2 separate regions of the Mus musculus genome follow, and region 2 is linked to region 1. A link is a contact called in public Micro-C data. All regions are on one chromosome and are shown on one strand. The core of a region is the stretch at or near the end of the contact, and the rest is flanking DNA. Distances in the headings are between cores, read along the strand shown.

What was found. A called contact is a pair of places that touch in the nucleus more often than the background predicts.
Region 2: a Micro-C map of embryonic stem cells shows a contact between it and region 1, with 5 times the contacts expected there. The contact joins the enhancer-like site here to the promoter of Calcoco2 in region 1. A contact is called at or near these places in 4 of 39 promoter capture datasets (the C10 cell line, the HPC-7 cell line, hippocampal neurons and 1 more), 1 of 484 Hi-C or Micro-C datasets (embryonic stem cells) and 2 of 9 other capture datasets (embryonic stem cells and liver).

What each region holds. Positions count from the first base shown.
Region 1 is chr11:96,109,177-96,114,748 of GRCm38.p6, reverse strand. It overlaps Calcoco2 (calcium binding and coiled-coil domain 2), which reads left to right and starts at 2,787. Exons shown (of 6, transcript NM_001271018.1): 1 at 2,787-2,812.
Region 2 is chr11:96,711,207-96,716,778 of GRCm38.p6, reverse strand. It overlaps Skap1 (src family associated phosphoprotein 1), which reads right to left. Exons shown (of 12, transcript NM_001177899.1): 9 at 3,577-3,762. Among named protein-coding and RNA genes, the nearest start is that of Snx11, 64 kb to the left of the region's middle. Within about 2 kb of position 3,333, at least 21 of the 459 cell types and tissues checked have an H3K27ac peak or open chromatin away from gene starts, as enhancers often do. A contact at or near this core is called in embryonic stem cells, where this site is marked.

The sequences.
Region 1 (5,572 bases), core at 1,538-4,037:
GTATGGCAAAAAAGGGAAAGAATGTTAATTAAACCTATTATTTAATTATTGTGAGTGTATTGCCTCTCTATGTTGTCTAGACAGCATTTGCAGGCCTGGTTCTCAAGACAGTCAAAAGAGGATGTCAAGGAAGTAAGCAGTAGGCATCCATTAGAACTGCAGTTACAGATAGCTTGTGACCTACCATGCAGGTGCTGAGAATCAGACCCAGTCTCTACAAGAGCAAATATGCTAAACCACTGAGCCAGGTCTCCAGCCTCCGGTTTTGGTTTGGTTTTGAGGCAAGGACTCCCTTTGTAACTCGGGTTGGCCCAGAACTGATTATACAGAGTGGTATTCTGGGCTACTCCAGACAAGCAGAAAGAGGACATTTTCAGCAGAGCGCAGATTTTTGATTGTTACATAAAAGGTCTTTTAGCAAGTCAATTCTGCAAGGCTAAAATATCTTATCTGATCTAGGCAGTTTCTAAAGCAACCATTATCTAAACAAAACCAGTCATTATTCAGCTTCTACTTATTCAAAGAATGTCCAGTGACTGCAGTTATGTGCTAAGAGACTGAAAATTCCTAAGGAAAGCAAGCCCTAGAATCTCAGATAACAATCACTGGTTATTTGCAAGCCAATTACCTCAAGGTTATGTTGCCTTCACTCAGGAGTAAAAGCCAGGTGCAATGGCTCTTCAAAAATTCTACTACAGTATAGACCAGGCTACCTCAAACTTTCAAAGATCCTTCTGCCTCTGCCTCCCTAGTGCCAAAATTATAGGCATGTATGATCCTGATTGGCAAGTCTTCCTTGCCTTTTTGGGGGGGAGGGGGCAGGTTTCCTGGCTGTCCTGGAATTCACTCTGTAGACCAGCCTGGCCTCGAACTCACAGAGATCCATCTGCCTCTGCCTCCTGAGTGCTGGGATCAAAGGTGTGTGCCACCACTGCCACTACCACCCGGCTCAGCTATTTTCTCAATCTTAATAGATTTGACATCCTTTTGCCTAGGTTTGTGCAGAAAGACCTTAATTTTCTCAAATCTTATTTTCAAAAATTAAAATTTGTTCATTGTTAATAGAGTGTGTGCCTGTGAGTTCATGATAATAGGTGAAGGGTTGGTAGCGCTGTGCCCATGCAGATCAGCAGGCTGCTTTGCCCTGTTGGTTTTCTTTCTCTGCCTTTCCTTGGACTTTGGGATAGAATTTGGGTCCCTGGGATTGTGCAACAAGTGATTCTCTGATGGAACCATTTTACCAATCTGATATTCTCAGACATTGGAAGAGGCACTCAGAGAGTCTGCAGGAGGGTACCCAAGATGTTCCTAGAAGGCAGAATTAGAATGTTTCTTTCCCTGTCTTAAATCTAAAAGTACTTCAGAAGCATGAATGTTCTGGTTATGTGATACAGAGCATTTCTTCCAGATTCAAACGCTCGGAACGCCTTTGAGAAGGGAAGGGACTTTTCGGAACTTAATCTTCCATAGGCAACGTGCATTTGGTATCCTCTGGGTAATTTTTGTTTGTTTTGCTTTGTTTTGAGACAGGGTTTCTCTGTACATGGCATGCGCCACCATTGCCCAGCTCCTATGGGTAATTACAAAAAAAAATAAAGGTAGCAGCCATGGTGGTGTTTCACATCTGTAATCCTTGCACCTGAAAGCCTGAGGCAGGAGGACTGCCTTGAGTTCAAAGTCATGCTTGTGATAAGAATCACACAATTCAGGCAGTGGTGGCACAGGCCTTTAATCCCAGCACTTGGGAGGCAGAGGCAGGCAGATTTCTGAGTTCGAGACCAGCTTGGTCTACAGAGTGAGTTCCAGGACAGCCAGGGCTACACAGAGAAACCCTGTCTTAAAACAAAACAAAACAAAAACATGAAAAGAAAAAGAAAGATTGAAGGGGAGGGAGACTCTGCTCATTCTGTGTCTACAGTAAAGAGACTTTTAATGAAGAAGTCACATGCCTTTTCCTTCAGGACCTGAGGATACCAGAAAGCTCTAGAGCACAAGGGCAACTTTCTCTCCATAAATTCAAAGCTGGCCCCTCATACATATAAAATGGGGATTAAAAAAAAAAAAAAAAGACTTTCTGAGTCAAGTCACAGAAGACCCAAAAAGGAGTTTAACAGATTTTCTTTCAGGACAGGAGTGAGCATTATTTTTTTAATAGACAAGGTCTCAGATAGTCCAGGCTGACTTCAAACTTGGTTGGCGACCAAATCTAACCCTGAACTGCTGACCTTGTGTTCCTGTGCTTAAAAACTGGAATTAGAGGTATCTACTACCAAGTGTGTGTGTGTGTATCAGACTAAAATGCCAGAGTCTGATCTGCAGCTATAGGACTATTAGTGACCAAAGTGTTTTGGTTTTTGGTTTTTTTGGGTTTTTTTTTTTTTTTTTTTTCTTTTTGGTTTTTTGAGACAGGGTTTCTCTGTGTAGCCCTGGCTGTCCTGGAACTCACGCTGTAGACCAGGCTGTCCTCGAACTCAGAAATCCGCCTGCCTCTGCCTCTGCCTCCAGAGTGGTAGGATTAAAAGCATGTGCCACCTCCGCTCAGCCCTAGATGAACTCTCAATGCCCTTTCAAGGATATGAGCTTTGAGCAAATTAAAATATAAACACAAACAAGAACAACAACAAAAAACCAGTTTGCCATCGGGGTGATAAAAAAGGCAAATCCAGCTCTTCAAAAAAGGCACTAAATGTCCCAGCTGTCCCGCGGCAAGGGCGGGGTTTGTGACTCAGTGGGCCGGGCCTGCCCATCCCTTCAGTCCTTAAACTCGCCCACCCGCCTTTCCCAGCGCTAGTGCTGCTGGCTGCTGTTCCTGGTGAGTACCTTAAGGGGTGCAATTGAGCCCTTGGATCCCGGAATTCAGACCTTGAGACAGGGTCTACAGGCAGGGCAGGGTGTGGGGGCTTCGGCATCACCCTAGGCCGTCTTGGAGTGCTCCGATTACCCACAGTGGGTTTGGGAGGGCGTGGGACCCCTTTCGAGTCCTGAGAAATTCTGGCTGGTTTTTCCAGAGACCAGACCTGTTGGGTTCGTCTCTGACAGGAGTCAGGGTCCTGCAGCAGTGGCCCTATGTATGGGTTCGCGGTGGTACCCAGACCCATCACCCCAGTGTGCTGAGGTTCCAAACCTAGCCTTGCTGTGTCACCCACCATGGCCTTCCAGGGCTCTGGCCACTTGTGTCCTGTAACTGTAGGTTGCTCTAGGCAGCCCAAGTGGAAAAGTTGTCAGTGCCTCAGGTGACCATGGATGGAGCTTAGAAGAATAATTTTGAGATGTTATATTATAACTTAACAGACTTTTTCTTATTTTTTTTTAAACTTTGGGGAGGACCCGTCTGTTTTTGTTGTTGTTTGTTGTTGTTGTTGTTGTTTTTAAGATTTATTATATCTAAGTACACTGTAGCTGTCTTCAGGTGCACCAGAAGAGGGCATCAGATCTTATTAGAGATGGTTGTGAGCCACCATGTGGTTGCTGGGATTTGAACTCAGGACCTTTGAAAGAACAGTTAGTGCTCTTAACCATTGAGCCATCTATCCAGCCCCAAGATGTATTTATTTATTAAGTGCACGGTATTCTGCTTGCATTTATGCCTGCAAGCCAGGAGAGGGCACTAGTCCTCAGTACAGATGGTTGTGAGCCACCCTGTGGTTGCTGGGAATTGAACTCATGACCTCTGGAAGAGCAGACAGTGCTCAACCTCTGAGCCCTTTTTCTTATTTTTTGCAAAAGAAAAAACTCATATAACAAAGGACTTCATTTACCAGGCGGTTGTTAGTTCATGCCTTTAATCTCAGCACTTGGTAGCACTTGAGAGGCAGAGGCAGAGGCAGGTGGATCTCTGTAAATTGTAGACAAAGGTCAGTTTGTCTACCTCAGGGAGTTCCAGGACATCCAGGGCTACACATTTTATACACTAGGTCTTTTCTTTTTGAAATTGTTATATTATGTGCATTGGCGTTTTGCTTGTATGCATGTATGTCTGTGAGGGTGTCATGTCCTCAAACTGGATAGATAGTTGTAAGCTGCCTTGCAGTTGCTGGAAATTAAACCTAGATCCTCTGGAAGACCTCTTAACCATTGAGCCAACTCTCCAGCCCTGTAACTATCAGGTCTTTGTAGCTTACTTATCATGCAAGATTAGGGATGCCTAGACCAAGTGCTTTACTGGGTACTGTCAGGAGCTCTGAGTGTTTGGAACTTACTTTTTTTTTTTTCTCCAAAAACTTAGAACTGTAGTTTGCCCATTTACCCTGAGTGAGAAGTAGACCTGGCTGTTGCTGCCTTGCTTCACAATAAGACCACCAAACCCAGACAACTAGGCAGATGCCAACAAGAGCCTGCTGACAGGAGCCTGATACAGCTCTCTCCTGCAAGGCTTTGCCAATGCCAGGCAAATACAGAAGTGGATGCTCACAGTCATCCATTGGACAGAGCACAAGGTCCCCAGTGAAGGAGCCAGAGAAATACCCAGGGAGCTGAAGGGGACTGAAGCCCCATAGGAGGAACACCAATATGAAGTAACTAGTACCCTCGAGCTCCTTGGAAGTATACCACCAATCAAAGAAAACACATGGTGGAACTTGTGGCTCTAGCTATATATATAGCAGAGGGTGGCCTAGCCTCTCATCAATGGGAGGAGAGGCCCCTGGTCGTGTGAAGGCTCTATGCCCAAGTATAGGAGAATGCCTGAACCAGGAATGGGAGTGGGTGGGGAGGGGGAGGGGATAGGGGTTTTTTGGAGGGGAAACTAGGAATAGGGATAACATTTGAAATGTAGATAAAGAAAAATATCTAATTAAAAAAAGACATACAAAAAAAGACTGTTTCATGGAACAGTTTTGGGCCTAGCACATACAACTTTAAACCTCATTAGGTGATAATGTCTGGTTTTCTTAGGTGCTAAAAGCCAGTTCCTGGGACTTTTTTTTTTTTTCAAGACAGGGTTTCTCTGTAGCCTTGGCTGTCCTGGAACTCACTCTGTGGACCAGACTGGCCTCGAACTCAAATCTGCCTGCCTCTGCCTCCCAAGAGCTGGGATCAAAGGCGTGCACCACCACTGTCCGGCTTTTTTTTTTTTTTTTTTTTCTAAAGACAGCATTTCTCTGTGCAGCCCTGGAACTCATTGTTAACAAGCCTGGCCTTGAACTCCCAAGTACTGGAATTAAAGGCATGTACTACCATGCATTGTATTCTGAAATTCATTTTAAAATACATTATCAGCAGCTCCCCTGAGGGCCCTAATCCTTTTGGAAACTGCTGGAAGGAAGGAAGAGGAAACAAACTGGTAACAACCATTTCAGACAGTTTTTTGTTTTTTGGGCTTTGTTTTGTTTTTTTGTTTCGTTTTTGTTTTTGTTTTATTTTGTTTTGTTTTTCGAGACAGGGTTTATCTGTGCAGTCCTGGCTGTCCTGGAACTCACTCTGTAGACCAGGCTAGCCTTGAACTCAGAAATCCACCTGCCTCTGCCTCCCAAGTGCTGGGATTAAAGGCGAGCCCCACCACTGCCCGGCTCATTTCAGACAGTTTACAGAATCTCTACACCATTCCCAGGTTAAACGGCTTTGGTTGTGGTAT
Region 2 (5,572 bases), core at 2,084-4,583, 600 kb before region 1:
ACAGGGAATTGAACTCAGGAACTCTAGAAGAGCAGCCAGTGTCCTTAACTGCTGAGCCATCTCTCCAGCCCGGACTAACATTTTTTTCTGTGGTCTGGCTGAAAACCTTGAGTGCTCTGGTTTCCCTCTTGGGGACAAGAGCGCTAGCCATAGAGTAAATGCTAATTACCTCATGACTAATGTGATGTCACACATTTAATTTGATGGCCCATATATTATTTTGGTTAGGAAGACTTTTTTTGTATTGACTTGGTATACTTTGCATATTCTTTTCAGTTTTCTATTGCACTCGGGAAAGGAAGCTGCATTTACACGGCTTTCCCCATAGGCACAGTGAGGACTCCCATAGGCCCCACCCAGAGCAGGACCAGCATGCCTGCCTACACTAAACATCCTTCACAAAGCATGTTCACCTGCTATAATGAAATGGACACTAGAGATCTGAGTGCCATGTGACTATTGGTGAGTGTGCAGTGCTTGTACACTCCAGTGTTACTATTGGCTGTCCCTTCATCCAGCACCTGGCCTCTTGATTAGAAAATAAATAAATAAATAAAAGGGCAGGAGCAGAAGGTGTTCTCCACAGTCCATCTGTTCAGGATTTTTGGGTTCACATCTGCTTCACACACATAATCAACCGCAAGTGCCTTACTGGACTGTCTTGGGTCTGGCTGGTGAGGGTGGGACCTAGCCATCCCCCAACTCTTTGATGAGGAAGTAATATTTCCTATTAAATGGCACCAGGTCTACACTATTGTCACGTGTGGAGTGTTTCTTTGCCAGAGGGCTCCCTGCTAAGTGCACACACATCACTCTCTGGTTCCTCCTCAAGTCCCTCTAGGAAGTTACGTCATCACTTTGCGCATCTTACAAGTGGACAATTAGACAGGGCAAGGAGTTTGCTCCAGTTCTCACAGTGAGCAGGTGGCAGTGTAGATCCATTCCGAGTTACAGCCAGCTCTGTGCCTGTTGTATCTAGTTGTCCCTCACATGCTATTTTTCAGTAGATAGTGGCTGGCATGCCAGGGCCTTGTGGGGGCGGGGAGGGGAGCTCCCGGGTGGGGAGATGAGGCTGGACCCCCTCACGTTCTTTCTCCATTTCTTTAGGACTGTGGTGTGGCATAGGCAGAACGCACAGAGCAATTTCAGAAGCACCAATGGTGGGGTGATAGAGAGCTTGGATGATGGAGACATGTGGCTGAAATAATCACATGATAATTAAATGACTATATACCTCCCCACCCCATGCTGTCTGTAAGAACTGTGGTGTATAGTGGCTTCTGTTCATTGGATGCACAGGCAAGGTAGCTGCTGTCCTTCTAACCTGCAGAAAGAGATCCCACCTTTTCTATAGTGTGGTTCCCTCAATTTCCGTGGACTGGAGTTGTGGGCACAGGGTTAGTGGCTGCTTGAGGAGGCTGACTAAGCTCCATGCCGTTGGCTCCACTCTTTTTTTTTTTTTTTTTTTTTTTTCCTTTTTTTTTTTTTAAGATTTATTTATTTATTATATGTAAATACACTGTAGCTGTCTTCAGACACTCCAGAAGAGGGCACCAGATCTCGTTACGGATGGTTGTGAGCCACCATGTGGTTGCTGGGATTTGAACTCCGGACCTTCGGAAGAACAGTCGGGTGCTCTTACCCACTGAGCCATCTCACCAGCCCCCGGCTCCACTCTTGTATATAAGCAGTGGGAGGTTTGGAGGCATTTTAGGGACCTCAGCTTGTTTGTCAGCAGTGTTTAGGAGGCAGGATGAACTTGGTCACTCAGAAGCTGGTGGTACAGTCCTTCCTTCTGACCCAGAGTAAGGAATCCCATCCTGTTTCCTGCGGTCTCTCTCCTTCACTCCCCCCCCCCCCCCCAGCATCAGTTTCATCCTCCCTGGCTTCTTTGGGCATCACATAGCTTTTCTCTGCAGCCCAGAAGGCAGAGTGGCTTGGAGATCGTTGGAACCTCAGGTGAAGCCTCATCCGGCTCTTTCCCCGAACCTGGGCTGGCGTGAGCTCTCTAGGAAGATCCTGGCCAAGCTGGGGAGAGCATCTCCTTTTAGGGAGTGTGGTGAATTAGATCGCTTTCTGCACCCTGCTGTTGCAATGGCACAGGCTGTGGAGGAAGATTCTCGGAGGAGCTCTGTTTTAATGTAGCAATTTGATTCAATTTTCCACTCTATAAAATTACCCATCACCGCTCGTTGCTTCCTAACAGACACCTTCACTCTTAATTTAACAATCCTATCGAATTCTGCCAGGGAAATTGGAAAAATTTATCACCTGTGAAATTTTATTTTCCTTTGGTTGTATCTGTTTTTGTAAAACTTCATTAACGACGATGACTTGCTGAGGAAATTATCATTTTTTTTTTAACTTCAGACACAAGAAATGGCTCGACCTCAACCAAGATATCATTTGCATAATAAAACACAACAACAACAACAACAACAACAACCACCACCACCGCCGCCGCCGCCAGGGGAAGTGGAGTCTGGCAGAGGCTGGAGGACTGAGGAGGATTGAACACTTCTTGGTGGGGCTTTGAGGACACACAGACTTGCAACTTGACTCAGAGAGCAATGACGTCGCTTGTCTCTCAGGCAAGAGACAAATAGGGAATACCTACTTAAGAAGGCTGGGTCCTCCTCTTAGGAAGCCTTGAGATGCAATTATTTACTGATAATGCTTTTAGCAAGGGGCCCTGTCTTCTGGGGCCTAAGTGTTGGGTTCACCTTAGTTTCCAGGTTCATCTGGGATGCAGGCTTAAATTGCTATAAATTTTGGCTTAATTTGAATTTCTTAGCAGAGTACTAAACTCCTGGCAAATTTCCACAGGAGCGCTTCCTGAATGGACTTGAAGATTCAGCTTTCCCATTGTCTAAATACCTCACAATTAAAAGGCTCAGGCTCCGGCTTTCCAGTCTGACCCCCACTGTGTTCTGTACTGTTCACCAGCTGCTGGATTCCCACCAGAAGTGGCTCTGCGGGAACAGTGATGACTGTGCGTTTTCTGAGATGCTAGTGAGCCTGCCTTGTGAAGGGGAGGGCTCCAGAGTCAACCGGCCCCAGCACGGGGAGAGGCGAGGCAGGGTAGGCTTACTCTGAGGAGATGAGATTTGACTCTGGGCGATGATGAGGTGTGTTCTATCAGAGTTTTACTGTATCAAGACCATTGTTGGCATCTGCACAATCCAGACTTTGGAAATCCTCCGTACCTTTGAGACAATGCTTTATCCTTCTCCAGATTCTACAGAAAGTAAGCCAGGGCTAGAGAGTTATGAGAACGCACCCCCAAACTCACAGCTAGCCAATGAGAAACAGAGGGAGTGGTCTCTAGCCTTTAACCTTCATGGCTCAAGAACAAGTGACGTCACGTCACGTGGTACCGCTGAAAGAGGATTTCATCTTGTTCCCAGAACAAGGCAGAGTCACCGGGCTTTTTACACCATCTCCTTCAGACAGTGAACCTTGAATAGGGATAACTTTGGGGGCTGTTTCGTTCTTTCGCATGTCAAGAGTTTTTTGTTTTTGTTGTTGTTTTTCTGAGCAGCAGGAGGTGGGTAGTTAGCCGGTGATGTATCTTACCTGGTAGGACTTCATAAATGTCCTCCTCTTTCTCAGTAGGCTCAGGCAAGGCCATGGCTCTGCACTGGGAGCCAGACCTTGGGGAGTCAAAGCCATCGACGTCATTGTACATTTCTTCCTCTTCTTTCTCTTCTTCCTCCTCTTCCTCCTCCTCCTCTTCGAAGGGAATGGTTAAGGAGCTAAGATCTGCAGCGGGAGCAAAGATAAGAATGAATAAAGATAGAAAAAAAAAGAAGTATAGGAAAGGAGGAGGTGAGAGAGGAGGAGGGATGAGAATAAAACATGTCAGGAGAAAATGAAACACTAGGTTAAGGGCTGTTATTTCTAATGCGGGCCTCAGTGGCAGGAAATCTACAGAAAAGGCCAGCCCGTCACTGCATCAGGTTTAACCCACCAACATAAATCCTCCCTGGCAATAAAACGTGGTCAGGATGAAGCAGCCCAGAAAAGTATGGGTATGGGAACGGAAACGCAAGGTGAAAGGAAGAAAATAGGCCAGGCGAGGCATTGCCTGTGTCCTATGCTCTGCTCGCCAAGCAGAAAACCGGATCGGTGAGCGATGGCTCCAAGTTGGCCAGGGTGACAGAGCCCAGGCAATATGGCGGAGTCTGAGCTCTCAGACGTTCATTTCCCGGTGGTCTCACTGTGGAATTCAGACAAATTTGTTCGTGGAGAGGGAAGAAAAACAAATGAGGAAAAGCAGCAGAAGAAAAGAAATGGGGGCACGGGAAAACACAACCGTGGTGTGACCAGACGGAATGGCCAAACAGCACAGTTACCATGTCCTTTTGCGGCCTGGATGACCTCAAAGTGGGTCACTGAGGAGGGGGTGTTCAGCCATTACCGCACTGGTGAGCACCAGGGCGGGGAGAAAGATTGGTTTCAATTCTGATAGGGGGATGGGAAGCTTGTTCTCTGCCTTCAGTGTGCTCCCGGAACCCCCACCCCCACCCCCACCCCACCACCGAGGGGCCGCTGCAGGACCCAGCGAGCACACTGAGCATACTCTGGGGACAGGAAGGATGGAGAGACAGGAACGGTTCATTTCGAAGCACAATAAAACTGCTTGGCTTGATTAGGCTTTTAATAAAGATTTCCCAACAAATTTCATCTGAATTCCGGCGACTTCATAGGAGGAAAGGATCAAAGGCACATTTGCGGCTGAAACCATATGTTATTATTTTGTTTGTTTTAAAATAAAATGGAATGAATAATTTCTTCAATGTGAGATTCTGAAAGTACCACAGGGTACAGCTCAATAAAGCTGCTTTGAGTTTTATTGAGGTTTATACACTTAGGGGTATATTACACGCATAAATCCTAGGCACCTAGATGAGAGTGTACCCTGTAGCCTCACCATCAACGCCCGTGTCTGCCTAGCTCCAGCCTATTATATGGGATGCTGCTGGTGCACGCAGTAGTTTGTTTTTGTGATAGCAGAGGTATAACTGAGGAAAAGAGGCAATTCTTGTAATTAAGGCTGGGGCGCTTTCTTCTTTTTTATCCACCATAAAATCTTACGGCAGAATAATAAACCGTGATGAGAAAGCTTGGTGTTTTTAGGTGGATTGTGTTTCTCCTTGAGACATGGGCCACGTACGGAGTTGGTGTTCTTGCATCTTACTGAGGCTCGTATGATGGTGTATGAAGGTCCTCTTAGGCCAAATCTACCTGTTTGGTCACTCTCAGGGGAAGGCTTCCTGGGCCATTGTGGCTGCTGCACCAGGCCTTCTGGCTGGCCAGCAGAGGGTACTCTAAGAACAGCCTTTAACCTCTTCAGGCAGGGCTCTTGCCATTCCCAAGGCAAGGTACATTTTATTGTGGCTTGGGAAACGACCATTTATTTTTAATGTCCAGTGTCCCTGACAGCCACCTAGATGAGTTTAAAACTCAACTTTTTAACAGAAAGGGAAAACAGGAGAGGAAGGACTTGGATCTCAATGACATGACGATTACTATGCAGGATTACCTTTGCAGATAAAAGGGGTGAAGTGGG